2 separate regions of the Astyanax mexicanus genome follow, and region 1 is linked to region 2. A link is a contact called in public Hi-C data. All regions are on one chromosome and are shown on one strand. The core of a region is the stretch at or near the end of the contact, and the rest is flanking DNA. Distances in the headings are between cores, read along the strand shown. Region 1 holds the start of tmsb4x (thymosin beta 4 X-linked). Region 2 has its middle 8.5 kb from the start of egfl6.

Evidence for each region. A called contact is a pair of places that touch in the nucleus more often than the background predicts.
Region 1: a contact with region 2 is called in a Hi-C map of muscle, with 16 times the contacts expected there. The contact joins the promoter of tmsb4x here to the enhancer-like site in region 2. A contact is called at or near these places in 2 of 3 Hi-C or Micro-C datasets (both in muscle).

Annotation. Positions count from the first base shown.
Region 1 is chr11:1,412,965-1,417,054 of AstMex3_surface, forward strand. tmsb4x (thymosin beta 4 X-linked) reads right to left here and starts at 1,879. Exons shown (of 3, transcript XM_007227706.4): 1 at 1,772-1,879; 2 at 888-1,000; 3 at 1-651. The coding sequence starts at 987. The coding sequence ends at 617.
Region 2 is chr11:1,376,326-1,380,846 of AstMex3_surface, forward strand. No RefSeq gene overlaps it. Among protein-coding and RNA genes, the nearest start is that of egfl6, 8.5 kb to the left of the region's middle. Within about 2 kb of position 2,021, the one cell type or tissue checked has an H3K27ac peak away from gene starts, as active enhancers do.

The sequences.
Region 1 (4,090 bases), core at 629-3,128, 36 kb after region 2:
CTTTTGAAAATAAACATTTTTAAAAAAACAACAGACACTGCATGACTTAAAAGCATTTGACACAAGTTGACCCAGGCCGAGCCCGAGATAGTGGATGTGTAGGTCCCTGGACGGTGTCACTCAAACGCTTGGCCCCGCCTCCTCTCGCCCACTGCACGCATCGAAGGCCAAAACCAAACTTTGCTTCCTCACACACACACACACACACATACACACACACATGCATGCACACACTGCTGCTGCTGCTTCCTCATCTTCTTCCTCCTCTTCCTCATCGTCATCTTCATCTGTATGTTTTCACGCCACATGAATGGATGCACGCCAGCGCTCGCAGTGGTGCAGACATTTTTTTCTTTTTTAAATATTTAATCAAACACAACATTTAAAAAAGGGAAGGAGGTGCGGGGCACGAGGGGCTGTACAGTCATCTTTTTGTCTTTTTGATTCGTTTCTTTAACATTCGTCCAATCAGAATGCATCTTAGGTTTGTCAAATTGTGTTTTTTGTCTAGTTTTTTTGTTTTTGACGTTTCTCGTTAAAAGGTTAAACAGCTAAAAGGTGAAAAAAGAAGGCCATGTGGAATGTACAGTGCATAGTGGAGTCTCGACGCGGGGCTTCATGATGAGCCGGCCTGCTTCTCTTGTTCGATGGCTGGAAAAAAGAGGAACCAGAACACAATGGAAACGTTAATATGGATGGATTTGATGTTTTCGGTGCAAATATATATTTATATATTAATGCACACACACACACACACACACGCATTTATATGCTGTATACAAGCACACCTATTGTTCCTAAAACACATGCATTATTATTAATATGTGCATTTTTGGCATAAAAAAAATGGCATTACTGTACTAAATAATGTATAATTCACTCCTTACTCTCTTTTGACGGCAAAGGGTTCTTTTCCTGGGTCTCTGTCTTCTTCAGCTTGGTCTTGTCGAAGCTGGTGACTTCCTCCAGATTTGGTTTGTCAGACATGTTTGCGGTTGGTCTGAAACAAAAGAGAACAGAAGAGATCATGTGTTGAGCGGTTGAGCGATTGAGCGTCTCGATGCATTTCACCTTAATTATTATAAAAACTCAACCATAACCTTCAAAACTGGCTTGCATCTACGTATGTACAAGTATTCTACATCCATCCACAGCTGTATAAATGAGTTAGGCCTGCTCAAAAGGCCAGAATACAACAAAAGAGCTGTTTTGTCTCTTTTTTTTAAGTCAACAACATCTGGGGACACATCTGCCAATGCAGCTGTGGAGGTGCAATCTGCCGCCTCCGCCCTACCAATGCCAACTGAACAGATTTTAGAGGAGGGCCACTTTATATATATATATATATCTGTATAGTTGTATACATCTGTTGCTGTGTATTTTTAATTTCTACACAGCTGGACTGAGCTCCACAGCTTCTCAAACAAAGGAGCCTTCTAGGACTCTTCTAATTGTTTTGTCTATACTGACAATATGCTTTAATATCTCCTGCTGCATTACTTTTAACATTCCAGCAATAATCTGTTCTGATCACATAATAAAAATGATAAAAATTAAATCAACAGCAATAACTGGAGATAAATGTTGCTTTGTATAGCAATGCACTAAGTACAAAAATATAAAATATATATATATATAAATAAATAAAGCAGAGATTCTAAAAATTCATATATGTATATCTTATTTTTTTAAAGATAAGATTTACATGCATATATAAACAGTATTTGAGCCATAAAAAAGCATAATAAAATAAACTAAGCATTGCACTCACCAGGGTTTGTTGTGCTGGTTCTGCAGACGATGCAACCTCCTCGAGCTCCAGCTGCACTGTGCGCCAGCAGCTCCCAGCGCGCGCTTATATACTCCCTGTATGCAAATGTGGAGCATTGCGTCACACTCTTCCTTATTTCGAAATATCTGCTCTATTAAAAGCACAGAAAAAGTGTTTTTATCATCAGAAGCTCCGTAAAAACATATTCGCGTTAATAAACGCAGAAAACGCTTTTTAATCAGAGGGATTTTTTAGCACAAAAAGACGCGACGTCATCACTAAACACAGCCGTGTGGCCAACGCCCTCTGCCGGGCTGAGAAGTTGTGGAACGGCGGCACCAGGTGGCCACGGCTGGTACTGCAGGCTGTGATTGATATACATCATTATTAAATATTATATTTAATGTTTATTTCATACAAACACTGTGTAACTATACACGTTTTACTATAGACTTTAGGACTCTATTGTTGTTATTTTTACTGCCAAAATGTGTAATATACTGAATTTTAGCTCTATTTACCTAGTATAAAACATGCTGTGCATAGCTAAAAGAAATATATTTTCCAAATTTCGCTACTTTTATTAAGGAGTTATGTGTGTTCTCTTTTTATTTTATTTTCCTTTCTTTTTTCCTTTTTTCTTTTCCTTTCTTTTTTCCTTTTTTCTTTTCCTTTCTTTTTTGTTTATATTTTCTCCTTCCATTCCTTTTTTCTTTTACTTTCTTTCTTTTTTCTTTTCTGTTTCTTTCTTTATTTTTCCTTTTTATCTTTTCTTTTCCTTACTTTTTTCTTTTCTTCCCCTTTCTTTTTTCTTTTCTTTCTTTCCTTTCTTTCTTTCTTTCTTTCTTTTTATTTTATTTTATTTTCTTTTTCTTTCTTTTTTCTTTATATTGTTTTTCCTTCCTTTCCTTTTTTCTTTTACTTTCTTTATATTATTTTCCTTTTTTATCCATTTATTCAATCTGGATCGAACATAACGTAAAAGATCGGATTTGGGGCACATTTATTTTTGACTTCTCTACTCTTTATCTTCTGCTGTGTTTGGTTGCTTAAACTTTTTTGGACCCTGTTTACTTTAGATCTCTCTTCTTATGATCTATGAGTGTCTGAATTATGTCTATATTATGTCTGACCGTATTAATATTAATATGTATATAAAATATACATTAAAATAACGTTGCTGATATATGATCACATGCAATAACCAGAGCTTGGTCAGTTTTGACTGGTGTTTATTAGTGGATCAAATGCAGTCAACAACTTCTATTTAATGTATTACTTATGTGTGTTCTCTTTTTATTTTATTTTCCTTTCTTTTTTCCTTTTTTCTTTTCCTTTCTTTTTTGTTTATATTTTCTCCTTCCATTCCTTTTTTCTTTTACTTTCTTTCTTTTTTCTTTTCCTTTTTATCTTTTCTTTTCCTTACTTTTTTCTTTTCTTCCCCTTTCTTTTTTCTTTTCTTTCTTTCTTTCTTTCTTTCTTTCTTTCTTTCTTTCTTTCTTTCTTTCTTTCTTTCTTTCTTTCTTTTTATTTTATTTTATTTTCTTTTTCTTTCTTTTTTCTTTATATTGTTTTTCCTTCCTTTCCTTTTTTCTTTTACTTTCTTTATATTATTTTCCTTTTTTATCCATTTATTCAATCTGGATCGAACATAACGTAAAAGATCGGATTTGGGGCACATTTATTTTCTTCTGCTGTGTTTGGTTGCTTAAACTTTTTTGGACCCTGTTTACTTACTTTAGATCTCTCTTCTTATGATCTATGAGTGTCTGAATTATGTCTATATTATGTCTGACCGTATTAATATTAATATGTATATAAAATATACATTAAAATAACGTTGCTGATATATGATCACATGCAATAACCAGAGCTTGGTCAGTTTTGACTGGTGTTTATTAGTGGATCAAATGCAGTCAACAACTTCTATTTAATGTATTACTTGTATGTTTCTAACTAACAAGTAGGAAAGTATTTGTTTAAATATTGATAATATATTCTGTGTCACAGTTTAAGCTTCATAAGTATTTAATATTTGTTATTCAGGAGTGCAACAGCAGCATATAACTCATAGTTTGGTTCTATTAAATAAATGAATAATGCAATGCCTAATTATTTTACAGGAAGAAAACTCATTTTTATAGTTGATGGTTGTTTTTTAGTGCAACTATCCTATATTTAAATGATCTGAACATACTAATAACACATTGCATTAATTCCTTTTAAAATACTGACTTTATATGAATTAACTACATCAATCTACAGTTTTAACACATGAAATGGTCATTTAAACAACAAAAAGAAAACTACTGAAGTCTG
Region 2 (4,521 bases), core at 771-3,270:
CAATTCCCTTCAGAATTTTTGTATTCCCTGTGAATAAAAGTGTCTGAGGGTCTTAATTCTGGTTAGAAAACGTAAACAGGCATTATTTCTGCATCTGGTTGTTTTGGCTCTACTCTACTGAGGAACCTGAACATCTACTGCAGCTAAGCTCTAGTGTTTAAGCCTAGACAGACATAATAATAGATATCACCAGGATCAACCTAAACACTCACTCAGTGCAGAATGAGGTATAAGTAGGGGGTTGTTTTCTGTGTACATTGTTTTATAAAGACAGCTTGCTGTCTTGTAAAGCTTTAGATCCTCTGAAGCTTCTTCTCTAAAGCTGCTGGAGTGTCTTGGCCATGCTGGGTCATGTTGAACATCCTGAGAATGTTAGACGCGCTAATAGTCGACACTGGATCTGCTTCTCCGGCAGTGATTTCCACATAGCCTGAGGCTGGGTCAGTGTTTTCATTCTCCACCTCTTCCAGTGTTCAGTCTAGAGTGTGATTGTTTTTTTTGTGTGTTAACCATATTCGGGACCTAATTTTTGGTTTCGCCAATGGTCAGTTGTAAAATCTTACTTTAGAAGAAAAACACAGAACCTCTATAAAGTCAATAAAATCGTGTTCTTAGATATCTTGGGTTTGTAGATGTCTTGAAAGATAATCAAAGGACAAGTTTTGAGATTTATGTAGTACTAAAAATATATCTTAGCAATTTTAGCTTAGTTTGGCTTAGCTATGTCAAATTCTACTTATATGTGATATGTGTGCACGTTGTGCGTCTTGTGTACAGGTTTTAATTTTAGATGTACTTTTAGGGTTTACTGACAAAGCAGAGAAATACCTACCGAGGAAAGCAACAGCCACCAAAATTTGAATTAAAAGCTGCAATCCAAATCTAGAAGTTAAAATAAATAAAGGGGTGCTAATTTTTAAGCTACACTAAGCTAATCGATTATATGTGATTTTAGCTGACCAAGCTTAAATTTCGATTGGAACTGCATTGCCTGTTTTAATGCTAACTAGCTATCTCAGTGGATCAACACCAGCAGATGACAGACATGTCTCTCCAAATCATCACTGACCATCAGTAAATTTTACATTTCATTTAAAGGAAATCAAGGGAGCAGAGTCTGGAGGAAGAGTGGAGAGACACACAGTCCAAACTGCTTGAGGTCTAGTGTGAAGTTTCCACCAATCAGTGCTGGTGTTGGGTCTGAGTATTAGAATTAGAATTAGTTTGAAATCATCATGTACATTCAAGATATGACAATTTAAGTTGAAAAAAAAAATAAGCGTTTTTTTATTATTATAAATCAATAAAATATAAATTAAAAAAGATAGTGAAAACCAATGGATCCATTTTTGGGGCCCAAGTATATTATTTCACACGAGCCTTTAAAAAAATATTCTGAGCTGAACAGAGGTACCATGCTCTTCTCTCTCCTGCTGATGATGCTTTTTGATGGATTTTGGTGTTTTAACAGTTCTGCCACTAGAGGATGCTGTCAGCTTATCCTTTATTCTGGGCAGAACCCGTACTGTTGCTCTCTGCAGACAAAAGCTCAGCTCAGATCAGTAAAGAAGAGGGAGGAGACTCATCTCTGCTGCTTAGAAACTGAAGCCAGCATGTCATTTCCAACAGGGGAAGGTTTTTTTTGTTTTTTGTGTGTTCTGTGTTTCAGAAACACTATTTTTGTCTGTGGGTCTCTGAAGTGAAGCCATTGTTCGCTGTGGGAAAGCAGAACCTGAATTTCTGTTTTTGTCTTTAATCTCCTGAGCTGTCGATTCTGTTCTGTCAGTTCTGCTTTGTGACTTTCTCTCTCTCTCTCGCTTTCTCTCTCTGTCTGTCTGTCTGTTTCCCTCTCTTTTATTTAAAGTCTAGATCTCTCTGATGTCCTTCTTCTTCTTCTTTACCATGCTTTTTCTGCTGGCGAGCCTCTCGAGAGCAATTACTGCAGCTTCCCGAGGAGAGACGTTCGCCGCGTCTCCTTTTCTAACGTGGCCGATTCTGTCGTAATTAAGGCCGTAGCGTAGTGGCGGGCCTGCCCTTTCACGCTGACCTCTATCTATCACGTCTCTTCAGCGACAGACGGCTCGAGCTGCGTCTGAACGCCTTTGCCTATAAAAGGAGAGGAAGAAGACGGGTAGCGATTTATTTCGAAAGCCCCGTGTAACCACATCCTGCTCTTCAGTAGGAGCGCGTTCAGCGCGATGACAGAAACTGGCATGCTAACTCTGCAGATAGCAGCGCTTGGGAGGGAAACAGGGCGGCATATGAACTAGCGCTGATGGATTTGTTGTGTGCTAATGAGGCCAGAGCGAGCTTTGAGTGTTGGGATTGTGAAAGAGACAAAATAACACACAAAGCAAAGCTCTCCAAAGCTCTCGACCCACCGTGTGGCGCTATATTCTCACTACACTTACTGTAAAACAGGCCGAGGGTGAGAGCAGGAGAGATACAGTATGTAAAAGGGCTGAGAGATACAGTATCTTCCAGCTCTGATGAAACTAAACACTGCTCTACACTGAAAAAAAATAATGAGTAAAATTTACTTAAAAAACGTTTCCCAACTTTCTGCATTTGCTTTTTTTAAAGTAAATTTAATTTAATCTAATTTTAAGCAACTTTAACTCAGTTTACATAGAGTAAATAGGTGAACTGAGCTTCAGTCCATCCTTTCTTTTAGTAAACTTTACTTAATTTATGCATACAATTTGACCTAATTACAATTATTTCATTTATACAATATTACTCAAATAATCTATGATACATAATATATCATAACAAAAAAAAATGTTTTTAGTTAAAACACATATGATGCTGTCTCAACACATGGATGACATGTAATACATATTACATGTCATCCATGTGTTGAGACATAGAGTGAGACATAAATCTTTGAGATTATGTAAATAATTGAATGTGTGTTTTAACTAAAATTATTTAAATTTCAGTAATATTGTATAAATTAAGTAATTGTAATTAGGTAATATTGGATGCAGAAATGAAGTAAAGTTTACTAAAAGAAAGGATTGACTGAAGTTCAGTTCACTTATTTACTCTGTAACATTTAAGTCTTGAAACCGAGTTGAAGTTACTTCAATTTATCTGAAATTAAGTTTACTTAACAAAAAGCAAATGCAGAGAGTTGCAAAACATTTTAAAAGTAAACTTTAAGCATAATCTTTTTAGTGTAGGCCTGAGTTATCATGATGGGAGATGGGATAAGGAGAAGTGAGAAAGGGTGGGAGGGGGAGGAGGGGGGGGGGGGGTTTACTGACCCTTTATGACCTCCGGCAGTAACAGCTGGACTCTAGAGAATGAAACACAGATGCAGCAGCACTTCCTGTGCAGTTTTTTTTTTTAATGCAAAGTGGCAAAATCATAAAAAACATAAGAAACAATGTGTACCTCTTTTATAATAGACTTAGGGTTCACTTGCACTAGGCAGTACCTCCCAAAACATGGCTTGTTCGAATAGTGTGTTCACTCCAAATTGCTGAAGAGGTAGGCCAGACAGAGCACTTGGTTTACTTGGACTCGAGCACTGTATGCATGCAGTGTGAGCTGCAGTGCCCGTGTGATTCATGCCCGAGCACAGAAAAACATAATGTCAGTGATGCAACGTTCCTGTAAACAAAAATGGCGCTGTTGTGCCGAATTTAAGCACCCCCGCCAGGAAAAGCACCCTTCTCGGGAGCACATGCTATGTCGCTATGTATCTGTGTAACCGTGACTGAGTTGACCTTGACTTTTGCCGCATATTTCTAATTAAGTTAAAGAGGATTATCTCTGCTGTAAACCAAAAGAGACCGTGTGTGCATGCTCCTGAGAGAGGGTGCTTTTCATGGCGGGGGTGCTGAATTCAGAACAACACTGACTAGGACACTCCCCACTCAGGCTCAAGCTTATAATGAGGCTTCATGGGGTGGGCCAGGTTGGGTTTGGACAGTGCATACACAGACTTGGAAAGGGTTTGGCCTGAATTTTTGGGCCCGATCTAAGCTCTAGAGCATGCTCACAATACATGCTTTAACCCTGATTTTATGATAATTGACTTTTTTTTGTAAATGGCTGAAAAAAGCATTGTGAATTGCTGAAAGACACAGTTCAATAGCTTGTTAAGTGATCACCATTGCTTAAAACTTGTAGAGTAAAGATGTTGTGCCTGGAAGGTAGCGCAGTGAGAACCAATGAATTATACAATATCAACCAGCTTGTGTATCTTTTTTTCATTCATATTCTTTTCATTTATTGTGAACAGTGTACAGGAAATGCATTGTGCATATTATATCTATGATATCCATTTTGGAAAAAAGTTGTGTCTGCATAATAGCATCGTATCATTCCTTACATGTGTTTGCATGATGAAATGTGTTTTTGGAGAGCAGACGGACTCGCCGTGTGTTCCTCTTGGTGAAAGATTGCGTAATTCGTGACCCTGTGTCTCTGATCAGTCATGTAGTGTGCAAACTAAAACCACTAATATATTCCTGATTACGAGAAAACAAGTTGTGTAATGTTAAAGGTACA